3 separate regions of the Hordeum vulgare genome follow, and regions 1 and 3 are each linked to region 2. A link is a contact called in public Hi-C data. All regions are on one chromosome and are shown on one strand. Each heading gives the region's core, a stretch centred on a gene start, on an enhancer-like site or on the middle of the called end of the contact. The rest is flanking DNA. Distances are from core to core; before and after follow the strand shown.

What was found. Hi-C and Micro-C count contacts between places; a contact is called where the count stands out from the background.
Region 1: a Hi-C map of leaf shows a contact between it and region 2, with 6 times the contacts expected there. The contact joins the enhancer-like site here to the promoter of LOC123431302 in region 2. A contact is called at or near these places in 4 of 6 Hi-C or Micro-C datasets (leaf and seedling) and 1 of 1 datasets of contacts at active chromatin or transcription factors (embryo).
Region 3: a contact with region 2 is called in a Hi-C map of leaf, with 4 times the contacts expected there. The contact joins the promoter of LOC123431313 here to the promoter of LOC123431302 in region 2. A contact is called at or near these places in 5 of 6 Hi-C or Micro-C datasets (leaf, seedling and an unstated tissue) and 1 of 1 datasets of contacts at active chromatin or transcription factors (embryo).

What each region holds. Positions count from the first base shown.
Region 1 is chr1H:284,163,621-284,167,307 of MorexV3_pseudomolecules_assembly, forward strand. No RefSeq gene overlaps it. Among protein-coding and RNA genes, the nearest start is that of LOC123431302, 440 kb to the right of the region's middle. Within about 2 kb of position 2,276, at least 3 of the 3 cell types and tissues checked have open chromatin away from gene starts, as enhancers often do. A contact at or near this core is called in leaf and seedling, where this site is marked.
Region 2 is chr1H:284,605,167-284,608,853 of MorexV3_pseudomolecules_assembly, forward strand. It overlaps LOC123431302 (homeobox-leucine zipper protein HOX9), which reads left to right and starts at 2,146. Exons shown (of 19, transcript XM_045115127.1): 1 at 2,146-2,476; 2 at 2,953-3,276; 3 at 3,515-3,674. The coding sequence starts at 3,023.
Region 3 is chr1H:285,093,205-285,096,838 of MorexV3_pseudomolecules_assembly, forward strand. LOC123431313 (double-stranded RNA-binding protein 6) reads right to left here and starts at 2,109. Exons shown (of 3, transcript XM_045115138.1): 1 at 1,687-2,109. The coding sequence starts at 1,932.

The sequences.
Region 1 (3,687 bases), core at 1,026-3,525, 440 kb before region 2:
GGTCGGAGCGGGCTGCGTGGTGGGGGCGTGGGGGTGGGAAGCAGTCGGCTCCCAGGCGGCAAGACGGCGGCGGCGAGCGACGTGGGAGTGGGCAGCGTTGCTAGGCGGATGTGGAGGCACCGAAGCTGGCAGAGTTGCCGGCAAAAATGGGTAGCGGCGTCGGCGACGAAGGAGGCGGGTGAGGGTTGGATGGGGGAAGGCCAATGTGCCATCGACCAGCGGGCCCGGGGGAGGAGAAGGCAAGCGTGCGCGCGTCCGTCATGTGTCTACGCCGATGCAAATCCGGCTCAAAAATCTGCCTTTTGTGTCCGCGCAGACCCAAACGGACGACGGCAGACGAAATGGGTCGCCCCATTGGAGTTGCTCTTATATTCCAGGACTCGACTGAGTGCAACATGCCCTACCCACCCCCTCCCCTCGCGCGCATAACCCTCACTCGGACTGGGACGAACCCCTAGTTGCCGGGGGTTATCCTTCCTTCTCTTCCTCCCTCCGTCGTCGTTGGAAGAAGACACCGGCCTACAACCCAAGGGTCGACGGCGATGGCGGGGGCCTCCCTTTCTTGTGCGCCATGGCGGTGGTGTGGAGCCCCATGACATGAGGAGGCACGGACGATCTGACCTTGGCGGCTCGTCAGGTGTCACTGCCTTGGGCGGCAACGAGGGCTACGTCTGGCGGTGGTGCGACGCTCTGCCACGGTCGACGATGGCTATGGGCGCAGAGGTCGGCCTTACCTCAGACAGCGACGGTGACGATTGGATCTGCGATGCCGAGTCATCTGACCTCGGATTATCGACGGAAGCATGGAGAGCCTAGTGGACGGGTCGACGCCATGCGTGGTCCGGCCTCTGGTCAGATTTGATCTAGCCGATGTGCCATGTACGCTGCGCAGCTCAGATCGATGGTGACCCTCGCACACTATGCTAGATGGTGGTTCGTCGAGCGGATCCGGGTGAAAATCTCGTTCTCAGCTTATTGCCGAGACCGGCAATGACGACACTTATTTGTGTCATCCCCTTCTTGAAGGCATCGTGCAGAAGCTCCAAACCTCTATCCGCTGCCCCCAGGGGAAATCCTAGATCAGTCAATCGGATGATGGCGGCGCTCTTGTGTCATTACCCCCATGGGGGTCGTCATTCCTGGATGTGTGCATAGGCTCGACGGATCGATGGATGCCTTCTACGATGGAGTGGCGATTCCGGTCAAACATCGGCAACGTGGATTCTCGACGACGTGGTGCTGCAGGTTCTCGACGACGGATGTGTGATGAGGGACGCACGTAGGGTGATAGCGTTTTCTAGCACAGTGGTGGCACCGACAGCAAGCATGGCAAGGTGGATGCATCAGTACTTGCTCTAAAGATGGATCGGTGAAAGACGATGGTGACGGTCCTTGCATTGTGCGCATGCAGTGCTCGTTGAGAGTGTGCTAGATGGCGCGTAACCCAGATCTAGCAAATCGACTTGGTTGGGGCCTCCGGCTTTAAATGTTGTGTTGGCTCACACAATTTGATCCCTTCATCAACTTGATAGAAGTAGTGATAGTTGTCGGCAAGATGATAGCTTCAGACATATTAATATATTACTTGATAAGGTCTTATCAAATAACTAATAAAATGCATGTATTCATTGTCCTGATGCAGAGACCGAGGATCAATCTTCTTTTCTAAAGAAAAATAACTCTTATATTCCAAGAAGAAAACCTATCTTTATAAGGATAGGGCTAGGGAGAGCATCTCCTTCATCTTCGGTTTACTGGTCCATTTATGCACGTATTTTTAGATTGTCAAAATTAACTAATACTCTCTTCATCCTAAAATTCTTGTCTTAGGTTTGTCTAAAAATGAATATATTAAAATACTAAAACGTGACTAGATACATTTATATTTAAACAAATCTAAGACAAGAATTTTGAGACTGAGGGAGTATAACATTTTACGGATGGTGGTCTGTTTTTCTAACCATCAGGGTGCCACACTTGTAAATGATGCTTCTATCCTCTTTTTTTTGCCATCAAATGATGCTTCTATCCTTTTTTTTGCCATCAAATGATGCTTCTATCCAATCTTAATGAAAACGACATGCAACATAGTTTAGCGGTTCTTGAAAAAAAAAAGCGCACAAATGTACAGGGGACATTGCTAGGGAAAATAATTTTGGATTCAAGGAAATACCACGTCACATTCACTGTTAGGGATACCATGCAATATGCATGGTGACGGTAGGGGTCCAACAAGTATCATATGTCATGCCTGGACCATGCATGCGTTAAGCGCATTGACGTTGAAGGTGATCATCGTGTCCATATACTGATACAATGTACATACGCACAAGTGCACAACAATGTATGAACCTGCCAAGATCTCGGCATGACCGACAGATTTGTGGGGCTGCAGCGTACATTTTGGCCCTTGTCTTGCTATACCTCGTTCTGGAAGGATGCCTGGTCACACGATAGCCACGCGGTACACGATGCCTGGTCACTGATCTCTGAGCTTGTTACCCTAGCAAACCTCATTGACCAGATCGCCCTCTCCTCCGGCACACCAGATTTCATCACTTGGAAGCTCTGTCAAAGATATGCCGAATGTGACATTAATGAAATCTCATTAACTAGTTCGGTCTCTTTTGTACGTGGCCATCAGCCTATTCCTCTGTCAACTGCTTCCTCCATTCCTAAATATAAATCCTTTTAGAGTTTTCATTAAAAAATTACATGCCGATATATATAGACATACATTAAAGTATAGATTCACTTATTTTGTCCGTATGTAAGTTTTTAATGAAATCTCTAAAAGTTTTATATTTAAAAACGGGGAGTAAATCTTTTGATATGGTTCTGTCAATAAGTCTCGGTAGCTCTTCTGTTATTTTAAAAAATAATACTCCCTATGATTTTAAAATAACTGACGTGGTATTACTTTATATTCCCTTCGTCCCAAAATTCTTGTCTTAGATGTGTCTATAAATGAATGTATCTAAATACTATGACATGACTAGATACATTCATATCTAGACAAATCTAAGACAAGAATTTTGGGACGGAGAGAGTATTTACTAAAACCACGTAAGTTATTTTTGAACAGAGGTAATATAATTGTTGTAAGAGCATCTACAGTGATCTTGCAAATTCGGCCCCTCAAACGTCACGGACGTGTCCGAGCGCGTCCACGGACACTAACCGATCACGCCTTAAATTTTCCTCTCTACATCTAACTCTTTCATATTCCATCCCTCATATCCATACAAAAGAATGTAAAATATATGCTACATACTAACTAGTGTACTAAGCTTCTTCGTCATCGAAGATGGCCTGATTCGCCTGAGCCACAGCCTGTGCAACCCCTGCTTCCTCCATCCGACGCCTGGCCCCTATAGCCGACTCCGAGCGGATGGAGTTGAGGATTGCCAGTTGCTCCGGTGAGAGATCAACGACCGTCGACGCCTCTTCCTCTGGCTCCTCCTCCGGCGCCTCCTCCTCCGGCGCCTGTGGCTCCGCCTCGGGATTCTCCTCCATCTCCCCCTCCTCGAAATCCACCTCCGATTCCAGCGGTAGCCGTGCTTCCGTTCGGATTCGGACCCGCTGAAGGAGGAAGAGACGGTGCTGAATCATGTAATGTCGCCGGCGTGGTGGCATGGCTCACGGGCTCGGAAAGGGAAGTGCTCGGGTGGCGGAGGAGAGAGGGAG
Region 2 (3,687 bases), core at 896-3,395:
GTTTCAACATTTTCCATGAATCCTAGCCATTTCTTTTCCATCCTTATCTATTTCTACTTCTTCTTTCTAATTTATTTAAATAAATTTAGAGAAAGAAATTAAAGGAGAGAGAGAGAGAGAGAGCAACAGTGGAGAGCCCATCCGGCCTGCCAAGGCCCAACAACACCCATTCCTAAATTCCCTAACCTAGCTTGATCCCCTCCGCTCTTTCGACTCCCAGCTTCCCCTCTTTCCCACCACCTCTATCCGCGACCGAGTTTCAGGATGAACCTAATTAATCGTGAGTGGAACTTCGATCCATGCATGTGGGTTTATTTTTTTTGCTTCTAAAGGGCCAACCGCTACACTAACAAGAATAGGCAAGCCACTCATAAACTCGAACAACCTAAACATCATCTCGCTCGACTTAAAATCATACTATAAAGAGAAAGGAACCTGAGCAGCCAATCAATGAAATAACTGGAAGCGGAACCGCAGGTGTTGTGGGCGATTCGCGATTAGGAGAAAACAAGCAGCGCAAGCCGCCACTGCGAAGCCAACCAATGAACCAAAGGAACGAGGTTACCGACCAGCGCATACTCGTCGTCATCGCCGTTGTCGCAGTCGCCGCCGTGCTGGAGCTTGCTGTCGGGCTACGTCGACGTCCATCTTGCCGTCAGACGCGCCGTCGTCATAGTCGTCCACCACGTGCCCCGCCACCGCCGCCGCAGCTTCTCGCTCGTTGGTGGCCATGAACCTGCGCGACCTGTGGAGGGGAGGAGGGTAGTGCGGCTGGGCGGCCGGCGCTCCCCTTTTTGTGCCGTGCGGTGAAGCGAGGCTCTAAACGGCAAGGGCTCGCTCGATCCGGGATTTGACAGCGACCCGGGGGATGGATGTTGGGGATCAGGCCGCCCGCACAGCTTCCTCCTCCGCTCCTACGAACGAAGCGTGTTGAATTGTTTCTTCTCACTTATTGTTGTACTGCATGTTTATTTCCATAAAAGCACAAGAACTTATTTGTAAAAGCACCGCGATGACGGACGACAGAAACACTTCGTCCTTTAGTATTAGGGAAAGATGTATAAACACAGAAGGGCCGGATGACAGTCCTTTGGCCAATAGGAACAAACATAATCCAAATAAAATGGAAATGGGTTGAAGTTGCAAAAGAACCAAAACCACGGGATATAGCCCACCTTACTCATGCGGGAACAGGCTAAAATGCATAAATCTGATCTAAACATGCAAAAAATTCCTAAAATGAATTCCGTATTTTTTTTTCACCTGATCTCGAACACAAGGGCATTATACTTTTGTTGGTGAACGGTGCATTGTGTAACGTCTTTGTCTTAAACGTCACTTCAGTTCTCGAACATCACACAATATAATGTCAGATGTTGTAGTGTGACATTTAAAACAAAGATGTAAAAGAATATAGACTTTGTGAATTTCTTGCGTGGCCAGATTTGTCACGATAATAATAAAAGAGTACTAGTATTAATAATGGTGTAAACTGTCCAAGTCGACGCGGTCAGCGAGATGTCACGGGGAAAATAATGGTGTCCTTTCAGCGCGACAGTGACGCGGGCCGGGGTACAGCGAACCACTGTGTGCGAGCCCCATTCCCGACCTCCATGGACCGAGCTCACCCACCCCCTTCGTCCTCCTCCACAGCTTTCTCCGTCTCCTCAGAGCATGGTTAATAGTATAGCCAACTGCTGGCTATAAGCAGTCTTATAGCCCATCTTATAGCCAGCTTGTACAATAGTTAGCTATAGAAGAGTACTATTTTTATCATATATGACCCACCTTTCATTCTCACAAAGCACCTAGGAGCACGTGCTAGAGCTGGCTCTTCACGAAGAGCCCGCTTCCCTTCTCTCTCTTCTTCTCTCTCATCCAACTCAGCAAAAATATAGTATTTTAATCCTTACAGCCTGCTGACTGTACCTTATTGTACTTGCTCTCACGTCCTCTCACTGCCTAGCCTAGCCTAGCCTATCATCGTAGCTGTAGCTCCAGTCCTCTAGCCCGCAGCGTAGAATACGACTAGACGTAGTACTACGTGCTGAGCTACTGCCACTCTCGCGACCGCGGGCTCCTGCTCCGCTCCCCCCACCTCCCCCCCCCTCTCTCTCACTGGCCGGCCTTTAAAGCTGTTACCTTTTGCCAACCTCTCCGTGTCGCTGTACAGTCTCTCTCTCTCTCTCCCCCTCTCCCTTCATCGCTCGTGCTGTGGTGTGCTCGCTCGTTCGATTGCCTCAGGTCGGACGGACGGACGCGAACCGAGGGCAGGAGGGGTCGGATCCGGGGTCCGGAGTGCGAGCTAGCGGCCCTGGTTGTCGCGGCGGCGGCGGCGGAGGAGGAGTAGGTGGAGTCCAAGAGGAAGCGGTCCATGGACGCGGTTCCTGCCGCAGCCCCACGGGGCCGCGGGAGGCTGTGAGCGGCTCACCGGCGGCGCCCCTCCCCGCGCCGGCCGGCCGGTGTGTGTGCGGAGGTAACTGATGTCTAATTTCGCTCTACGCCTTGGTTTCGGAGCTCGGGGGGACGATTCTCGCATGCACTCCCCCAGGCTGCTTATCCGCGTCGCCATTTGCGTTTCCTGATGGATCTTTTTTTTTTCGCCCCTGAAAACATTTTTTCCTGCGATTATCCTTTAATTTTGTTCTCCCTGTCGCTGGAGGATTAAGCTGATGTTTCCGCGCGGCTAATTTTTCCGCTTCTGATTCTCACACGAAATCGTGCGATTCTGGCATCGCCCCGCCGCCCGCATTTGCGTCCTCTGCAGCGGCTTCCTTTCCCTTTTCCCCATTTCAGATACTGAGCCAAAAGCCGCCTCCTTTGCGTGCTTTTCCACGCTTTGTTGTTTAAGGGAGGGATCAGGAGGGATGGAGGGACGCGGATGGCTCGTCAATCACCTCCCGCGTTTCCCCATGTCAAATTTGTTCTAACCGCTCCAAAATCTCCTCCCAGGTTGTTCTGCCCTCAAGGATCGCTTCGCGCCGCGAGTGAGGGAAACTAGGACGCAAAGGAAGTGGTGACGATGGCGGCGGCGGTGGCGGCGATGCGCTGCGGGAGCGGGAGCGGCAGTGACGGCGGCGGCGGCGGCTACGACAAGGGCGGGATGGACTCGGGCAAGTACGTGCGGTACACGCCGGAGCAGGTGGAGGCGCTGGAGCGGGTGTATGCCGAGTGCCCCAAGCCGACATCCACGCGCAGGCAGCAGCTGCTCCGCGAGTGCCCCATTCTGTCCAACATCGAGCCCAGGCAGATCAAGGTCTGGTTCCAGAATCGAAGGTGAGCATGTCGACAGCCCGACGCGCTTCGCCTTTTGTGATTGGATGGAATTTGTTTCCTCAGTAGCCATTATGCTGCATGCGAGTGTAATGGTGGCTGGGTAAATTGAGTAAGGATGGATCACGAACAAATGTGGGAATTCCTAGTTCTGTGTTGGAGCATATGTGTATTTTTTTTCCAATCTGGGCAGGTTCTGCATTCAAGCATAATTGTCACTAGCTTTTCTCCGTGGTTGCAGGTGCCGTGATAAGCAGCGGAAGGAGTCTTCCAGGCTTCAGGCCGTGAACAGAAAACTGAGCGCCATGAACAAGCTTCTCATGGAAGAGAATGAACGTCTCCAGAAGCAGGTTTCCCAGTTGGTTCATGAGAATGCATACATGAAGCAGCAGCTGCAGAATGTGAGTCTCCACT
Region 3 (3,634 bases), core at 859-3,358, 490 kb after region 2:
CCAGGATCCTGCCTGCCTAAAAGGCAGGGGGCAAAGCGACGGCAGCCCGCACTAGCACCAGCAGGCAGCAGCGACGCCCACCCACGCCGTCCCTCCCTCCCTCCCTCCCTCCCAGAGATGAGACACAAAGAAGCGACCAAAGCACCCGCACTAGGCAACGGCGGCGCACCCATGGCTACCCTGAGTTGACCGCACGCACTCGGCGACACCAACGCCAACGCCGTAGTGGCCAGTAAAGATCGGCAACACACACACAATGCCCCCCCCCCCCCCCCCCTCGTTGTGGGCTGCGTGGGGGCCTGCCTGCCACTAAACCCCCCGGGCCCATCCGCATTGACCTGCGACGCCGGGTTAGGTGCGGGCGGCCTCCCATTCAATCCGGCCCACCCACCCCCACGCCCCTCGCCATTAATACACACCACTGTGAAGACCGAAACCTAATCTACGCCCACCCCCACGATAGAAAGTTTTGCTCGCCACTAATCTTATTAGTATCTCCTGCACGGCCGCTGATCCCAGTCGGCACTCGGCGCACACACGCCCCGTTCGCTGTCAGGTCAAACGAGCACATGCGTAGCCGTGTACCCGCCACTTTTCTTATTAGTACTACTCTATCGGTCGTAGCAGTATAACGTGTTCCCATGGCGTCTTCCCACCGCGCGTACCGGGAAGGCTAGTCATTACTGCAACTCGGCTTCCGCTCCGGGTCAGGTTCATACGGGCGGGATTTTACTCGGCCCCCATTAATGCGCCATTATTACTGCCCGGGTTTAGTTAATGTTAATCAGGGCTTACGAAGACTTTCTCGCGAGGGTCTGACGAATCCGGTGGAAAATCGTCCCGAGCGCCAACTCCTATGAGCAGAGCAGGGCTGGATTGTAAATTATTGGTGGGGATCCGTCGCCGTTACGTCGCGAGAGCACATTTAACGACGGATTAAAGAAATGGGGATCGATGGCCGATGGGCGGCTTGTCGTACCAATAAGTTAAAGCCACTTAATTGCGGTTATTAGTAGCACTGCATTATTACGTAGAGTGGGAGCTAGTATCTACAGTAATTTTTTCTCAAAAATCACTCCACTGTAGGAGTGAGGGAACAAATTACTTTGGCTAAATATACGTAGATGAATTTGGAAAATAGTAACTGAACTAGTACTTCATCGGCAACTTTTTGTGCGGGGATCCTCCTTTTGGGAAGGGAAAAATACGCTGAGATTTTTGACGCGGAACTTTTCATGCTGACTGCTCACTCCGAGTTCGGTCATGCCGCTGACGCGGCCCCGAGCCCCCAGTTCCAAACGAGACAAACCCTCGAAGCCACGACTAAGCAACTAATCTGATCGAACTAAAAAGACCATGGTAAACCATGTATTTGTGCAAGATTTCTGCGTAATCCCCTGCATTTCCCTGCGTGGAACTCATAAGCTAGTAGGAGTAGTACTAGTACATGGCTAATCAGCCACGCGAATTCCGGAATGAGTTGTGAGAACAATGGTGGCAGTAATAATTGTATGGAAGGATCAGCTAAATCCCTCCCTAGAGAAGCTCCCTTAAATTCAACCACGAACAGTTGCTAACGAGCAAAGGTTAAACTCGAGAAACGCCCAGAACAAATCGGAGCAAGAGGAACAGCTAGTAGAAGCTAGCGGATGGAGGGAGGGGGGAGAGGCGGGGAAGGGGTCTTACCAGGATGCGGGCGGCTAGGGAGTAAGATGGGCCGCGCCGAGCGAGCGCGGCGAGGGCGACCTCGGCGGCAGCATGCTCCGCCTGGCGGAGCGTCGTGAAGAACCCGGGACTCTCGAATTGCTCGCCGTTGAAGATGACCGCAGCTTTGAACCGCGGCGCGTGGTCCGGCCCCTCCCGCAGGCACGTGTACGCCGGCAGGTTGAAGCAGCTCCGCTGCGCCAGCTCCTGAAGCTGGTTCTTATACATCGCCGCGGACCGCCGTTCCTACCTACCCGGCCACCGCTCCCTTGAATCCCACCGCCGCTTCTAATGCCGGCCGCCGTGGCCGGAGATGTCAGCACCGAGAGATCTACCCTGAGGTGGAGGTGGAGCTGGAGCTGGAGGAGGAGGGGAGAAGTGTGGAGTGCTAGGAACGGAGAGGGGAGCCCGATTTTATATTTTTTTTTCTTTGGCTTTAGTTTTGGGATGGGTTTAATGCTAGTGCCCTGCAGTTATTAGCTTTGCTGGACCGGGAGGATGACAGCAGGACCCAGGACATTCTGCGCGTTTTTATTTTTCCCAACTTAGGGCTGAAAAATGGGCAAATCCGAATCTACTATTAAATGTCGCTGATTAATAGTAGTACAAAGTTGAACTAAATCTGCAATACTCTACTAAATCAGCAATATTTAATATGAACGGGAGGAAGTGTCAATTATCTCAAAAAATATTATCTTATCACGTCCTTATTTCGATCAAAAGTAAAAATAAAAGGAAACGGTTGTTCGTCCATACTATTTCTAATTAGCAAGAAATATATTTGTTGTTTTTCTTTTCTTTGATAACTATCTATAGTTTAGGAACACTAATTGTTTGATGGGAATATGTCATTCTTCACATAAAAGAGCGTCGACCCGCGGCATATCAACTTTTATGTCACACGGCAATTTTTTTTACTTTGTATAATTTGAAGAAGTTTAATGTCGGTACACTCCCATTACTAGGTTAGCTCGCTCAAAAAGATGAGAGTGCAAACCATGAGGCTAGTCATCTTTCTTGCTATAAATTTAAAGATGGAGAGGGCAAATTCAGGTTCTTGATTTATCTTGTCATAAAATTACATTGATTTTATATATTGAAAAAAATATAGCATAATTTTGTTGATGTGATGACATCTTTTCATAAACAACTAGCAGATTAGAATGATGAATATTTATTTTTCTCCTTGGTAACTATAAATAGTTTAAATCTTTCTTGACATATGGGAATGTTGAGTCACTGTGAGGCGAGTTAGTCAATACATATATTTCTTTCCCTTTGTTGTTTGGAGAGGTTTAAAGGTGGTGCCCTATAATTCGAGCTTTGTTGGACTTGAGGGAGAGGTACACTAGAGACCCAGTCCATTGATTTTAGAGATGGGAGATAGGCAAATTTGGGTTTATCATTTTACTATTCTGATTTTAGTAACTGGAAACAAAAGAAATGATGATCCATTATGTGACAACTATAACGATGTTTGAGAAGCAATGCGTGCATTTAAATGTTGGATGTTTTTATTTTCCCATGGTAACCATAAATGGATTAAAGAAGAAAGAAGCTTACTGCTAGATTGAAATATTGAGACATTCTTTGAGTGAGAGAGCGTTGAGAGGAGCATATCCACATGTCGAGCCAATATATTTTTTGTTTGCCTTTATATTTTGGAGTAACAAAGTTATTAGTATCTTGGCTTGACTGCACTCAAAAGTTGACAACAAAAACCCATGAATCCCTCATTTTATTGTTCTTTATTAAGATATGGGAGTTGGGCAATATTTACATTCATCATATGAAAATATTAATAATTTTTATTTTAGAGAAGCAAAATAATTATTATTTTAGTGATAGCAATAACATACTTGTGGAACACAACAAACAGGATGAATGGTGGATATTTTATTTCATTAGGTAACACTAAATGGTTTATAGA